Regions from separate parts of the Mus musculus genome. Here region 1 is linked to region 2. A link is a contact called in public Hi-C data. All regions are on one chromosome and are shown on one strand. Each heading gives the region's core, a stretch centred on a gene start, on an enhancer-like site or on the middle of the called end of the contact. The rest is flanking DNA. Distances are from core to core; before and after follow the strand shown.

Region 1 (2,700 bases), core at 149-2,648, 79 kb before region 2:
CAAAGGCAGAGACACCCAGCTCCATCCAGTAGAAGGCTGACCCATGGCCAAGGGATCACTTCCAAACACCGCTCTTGGCCAAGGCAGAAGAGAGCATCCACTATGTCTCTACCGGACTTCAAGCCTACCAAAGACCAACCAGTATGCCCCCTGACTCCCAGCCCTCCCGGCAGGAATGGAGGACAGTGATGTCTTCCATGTGGACACAGGACTGGCCTTTTGGAAGTGTGCTTTCACTAGGGAGAAAGGGATTATAGCCAGCAGTGCTCTAGGTTGGGACAGCCTCAGGGACTCAGAGTGGGCAGCCACGGGCTGGGCAAGAGGTCACCAGGAGCCCTGGTCCCCTCAGGCCCCTTCCCTGCGGCTTGCTCCTCTCATTGAGGGGTGCAGGCAGCTCTCTCTGATTTTTTAAAGCTTTCTTTCTCCCCCTAAAGGGGCAGCCCCTCTGGAATCTCAAGGAGTGGGCTGTGCCTGTGGGGGCCTGGAAAGGAGTTGAGGGTCTCCTGGAAGGGCACTTGGGCCTGCTGGCATTTGAACGGGGGGGGGCGGGAGAGGGGCAAGTGGCTTTCTCCTACCATATGCCCCCCCCAAGGACCCACAGAAGCCAGTCTGCAAAGTGGGCTTCGCAGAGCCCACGCTGCGGGGCCCTGGCTACCGCTTGGTTCCCCAGTGCAGGCACCACCCCAAGGCCAGCTCACAGGCACCGCTCACCCCTTCTCCCCAGGCTGGAAGCTGGCCCGGCAGCGGAGTGCGAGAGTGTGATCCAAGGCCCCCCGCTGCTCCGGCAGCCCCAGGGATGTCCCCACACGCGTCCGCGGCCAGAGGAAAGTTTGTCATCTCCCCGGAGCCGACTGTCACCTCTCTGCAGCTTTGGGCTCACTGGGGACCCGTGGCTGCTGCTTACCTGGGGGAAGCGCCGAGCTCTCTGTGCCTGGTAGGGCGCAGCGAGGAGCAGGAAGCCGGGAGCCTGGAGCCTGGAGCGCAGAGAGTGGTGCGCGGAGCCAGGGCTGGGACTGAGCGAGGCTGAGGCCGGGGGTATGAGGCTGGGGCTGCGCGGGCGCCCGTACTCCCGGCCCTGCTGGAGCAGTCTGCAGCCCGAGCTCCAGAGCTCCCGCGCCCGCCGCCTCCCCGCAGCCCGGCCCGACCGCCCGCGCTTAACTCCTTGCGTCCCGGCCTCCCGCCGCGCCCGCCGCAGGCCTGGGATCCGGGCTGTGCAGTGTGCTGAGCCCCGCTCCTGGGCTGCGGCGAAATGCACCGAGACGGGGTGAAGGGCCGGCGCCTGGCTTGAGCGTGGTGCGGGCTGGCTGCCGCTGCTTGGAGACTTGGCCAGGAGCCCGCCCGGCAGGCAGCTCAAAGAAATCCAACAAAGGACAGTTTTGTTGATGGGTGTTCAGCGTGTTGTTTTAACAGGCTCTGAGTTTTGCCTGTGTGGCTTCTGGGCTGTCACACTCCCTCTCTGAGCTTGCTGGAATTCCGGCTGTGTGTCTCCGGCTCCTGGATGACTTCCACTGAGGGTCCCTGAAGGGGATCAGAAGCATCAGACAAGAGTGGAACACAGGGGCTTCTGGTTTGCAGATCTAGCTTGGCTCCGGTTAGGTCCAAGGGCGACTGGAAAAATCTAGGCGTAAATATTTTTATTTTATTTTATTTATTTACTCCCCCCCAACACCCCCCCCCACCCCCCAGACAGGGTTTCTCTATGTAGGTCTGGCTGTCCTGGAACTCTACATCATTAGAGCACACTGGCTTCGAACTCATAAAGGTCCACCTGCCTCTGCCTCTCAAGTGCTGAGCTTAAAGGTGTGAGACACTACGTCTGGCTTAGGTGTAAATATTGTGTGTGTGTGTATGTATGTGTGTGTGTGGTGTGCATGGACACCTGTGCCCACATGTATGAACTCGTGTGTCACCGTGCCTTGCGTGAAGTCAGAGAACCACCTCAGGTGTCAGTCTTTATTCTCTACCTTGCTTGAGATGGTGGCTCCTCCATCTGTGTTTGCAGATGATCGTTCGAGGGTCCTGGACTCTCTCCCCTCCCCTTCGCATGTCTTAGGGCCACTGGAGTTACAGGGTGAGCTCTTGTTTATGTGGCTACCAGGGATTTGAACTCAGGCCCTCAAGCTTACAGAACAAGTGTTGTATCTGCTGAGCCACCTCCCCAGTCCGAGATCTTGGTTTTCGTGTTTTTTTTGAATGCCGACTGTTGAGCTAAATGGAATGGGGTTCAAGTGTCCTCTCCCCTTAACTGTTTTCTGTCGGTATGGCTCTGACCAAGCTGCCTTGGTTTCCCTACATGAACAGGAGCAGCTCAGACCTTCTAGGCTGGCCATATGAGGGTTGTGGGCTGCCACACAGTATCCATATCTACCTCAGAGAAAATGGGCTTCGGGCTTGGTCGGGGGAGTGAGTTTGAGCCTAGCAGGGAGCTGTGTATAAAGATGCGGACTTAAGTTTGTACCCTGAGTATGAAATCTCTCAGTCTTCCCCAACTCATCTATTGGTATTGCCTGGAATACAAATCTCCTGCCCATTTTGCATTGGTTGTTTGATAATTCTTACCTTCCAGTTGCTTCAACAAAACAGCCAGCAAAAACAGCTGAGGAAGAGGTTTCCTTTGGCTTCCATGTCCTTCAGGGAGGGGAAGCCACAGTTGGGGAGCAGAGGCGAATGAGGTGCTCCGCTTGAGGACTCTAGCCCATG
Region 2 (2,700 bases), core at 160-2,659:
ATGTGGTGTGTATGTGTGTGTGTGTGAGCAATGTGTGGTGTGTGTGTGTCTATGTGAGTGTGTGTATGTGTGTGTGGTGTGTGTGTGAGAGTGTGTATGTGTGTGGTGTATGAGTGTGTGTGCATGAGAGAGAGAGTGCATGTATGTAGGAGTTGTCTATCTTTTTCTAAAACTTGTTTATATCTTTTAAAAATAGAGTGAACAACAACAACAAGAAAAAAAAAACCAAACGAAACAGTCGTATCACAGTCTCAGATTTCTAGAATCTGAACACAATGCCACCACCGTCAACCCCTCACCATGAAATTCAGTTTCATGCACAAAATCATTTCAATATTGCATAAAGCATAAAGCTCACTCCAGGCCCTGTGCATAATTTGCTTATGCCACAGACATGAGTTTTATGTTCCTATCTGGGTCAGGGTATCCCACAGTGTGTGTTCAAAATCCGAAAATTCCCAAGCCTTCCTGAGAAAGGACTCCGCCTGTGATTTCCCCCAGGTGTCGACCACAGCAGCTGTGGGAATGAGTCCCAGGTGGCTTGGGAGCTTTCCTTTTGCAAACTAACGTCTTGTACAGGTCTGTCCCCACTGTCACGAGATGACACCCCCTGGACCTGGAGACCTGGGTGAGCAGGACTGTCTTATCCCACCTGAAGCAGCCGGAGGGGGTGTGGAGGAGGGCAATGCAAGTTCAGATGCATGGCTCCTTTCTGTGAAGACTTCAGTGGGGGTAGGGTGGGGCGTGGATATTCCATGGGACATAGAGTGGAGTCCTGCCCCTTCCCCTTGCTCCCCACCAGACTATCTATGCGTTGCCTGCTGTGGTTGCTACTGAGCTGTGCTTTTCATAACAGAACCGTTAGCATTAACCACAGCGCTGTCAGTGCTCTCCCAAGGGTGACCAGAGCAGCAGGGACTGTGAGCCCTCAAATTAGTAATTGTCTGGGCAGAGGTGTGTGTGGCTTGTGGCCACCTGGGGTTAGTGGTTGCAGGACTGGGTTGTGAACTGTGGGGTCTGTGCCAACTGCAACGAGCTGTCGGATGGATGCTGGCACTGAAGTCAGAGAATGGTGGTGTTTATTCACACAATATGCATACAGTCTCTCAGATAAGAGCTTAGACCCCTTCCCTTCACATCAGGGGTCTATTCCTCTGGTCTACAGCTTTTAATCAGTCTACAACACCCCTAACCCCCATGGCCAAATCCTAAAGCTTATGCTTCAGTCTCTGTTCCCTCAGCTTCTTGGGCCCGCAGTTGCAGGTCTGTAAAGACCCCAGAGATGCTATTTAAAGCCACCCCCTTGTAAACGAGAGAGCGAAAGGATGTGATCGCCTCCAGCTTGCTCAGTTGTGCCTTGGATTTGCCTGCATGCTTTATTTAGAGCATCGGATCCTGTCATGGGCTGGGAATCAAAAGCCTCACGATGGAGCGTGCAGGCTCCATTACGTTTTGTTCCGTGCCATATCTGCTGTGCTGTTAAGTTTTCCTCCGGGGCTGGCTTATACATCGAAGTGAGCATTGTCCCTTGAGAGGATAAACACTCCCTGTGCGGCTCTGCCTTGAGCACCGGGTACAGGCTGAGACATCCCTCCTTGCAACCCATCCTGGGGTCTCTGCTAAAGCTTGGTGCTCTGTTGGTTTTTTTTTGGGGGGGGGTTAATTGTCAGCTTATCTATGTTTTCTTATCCCTTGTAGAATTCATACATGTCTATAATGTAAGATGATTATATCCACCCAGAGACTCAGCTGGCTACATGCAGATCGACGCCTACAGGATTTTAAACAAGTCACAAACTCCTAGTCTGAGAAAGGGTTGCTATCCAGACTGTATGGGGGACTTGAGAAATCAATAATAAATCCAGTTAAAAATGGAAAGACAATATAAATAGTCATGTTTTAAAAAGAAGCCAACAGATTTATGATTTTTTTTTTAAAGTTTAACTTCACTAGAAACATCTGTGAAATGTCCTCTTATCCCAGAGGGATTAGGGTCACCACAGACAGTCAAAACGTTGAAATGCCCTTGTGGAAGTGGCCTCGCCCACCTCTGGTGGGGACAGCTAAACTAATAAAGCCAGTATGGCAGACAGGATGGAGATCCTCCATCAATAGACTCAGCAGCTCCTCTCCTGGGTGACTGGATCTAAAACAACTGGAGGTGAATGTTAGAAATGCCTACATCTGCAATGTGCCCGTACTGCCCCTGGCAGCTAAGATCTACCCAGTGCCCATCATCAGGTGAACAGGTTTAAAAACGTGCATTTGCTTTACCGGCAAGTATTCAACTCCAAATGTTCAGATCATCATCATTGGCAGCAAAATGGATGAAGCTCATGACCAAACAACAACAGGCAAAAGACACCTGATCCCTCAGATGTGAGTGATTTTTAGAAAATGGATTGGGGTGTGTAGCAATGATTCCCAAAGGCTCAAAAAGTGGAGGGTTCTATGTACATGGGCCTGACTGCCTTCATAGTAACCTGTTAGTACATGTGCACACGTGCACACACATGCATGCACACATGCATGCACACGTGCACACACATGCATGCACACACCCCTAGAAGAAGACTCAAAGGCTCCGTCCTGATTTGATCACAATGTACTAAACAACTGTACTGACCTGCCTCATCATGGCCCCATGTTCATGTATGACAGCATGTGATAATCAAAATCCTAAGTTTCAGGAGACAGAAA

Evidence for each region. Hi-C and Micro-C count contacts between places; a contact is called where the count stands out from the background.
Region 1: a Hi-C map of cortical neurons shows a contact between it and region 2, with 2.1 times the contacts expected there. The contact joins the promoter of Wscd2 here to the enhancer-like site in region 2. A contact is called at or near these places in 3 of 39 promoter capture datasets (embryonic stem cells, frontonasal cranial neural crest and maxillary cranial neural crest), 3 of 484 Hi-C or Micro-C datasets (cortical neurons, embryonic stem cells and uterus), 4 of 115 datasets of contacts at active chromatin or transcription factors (embryonic forebrain, forebrain, neural progenitor cells and 1 more) and 1 of 9 other capture datasets (pancreatic islet).

Annotation. Positions count from the first base shown.
Region 1 is chr5:113,489,145-113,491,844 of GRCm38.p6, reverse strand. It overlaps Wscd2 (WSC domain containing 2), which reads right to left and starts at 1,398. Exons shown (of 9, transcript NM_177292.3): 1 at 905-1,398.
Region 2 is chr5:113,409,865-113,412,564 of GRCm38.p6, reverse strand. No RefSeq gene overlaps it. Among named protein-coding and RNA genes, the nearest start is that of Gm30812, 53 kb to the left of the region's middle. Within about 2 kb of position 1,409, at least 11 of the 459 cell types and tissues checked have an H3K27ac peak or open chromatin away from gene starts, as enhancers often do. A contact at or near this core is called in cortical neurons, where this site is marked.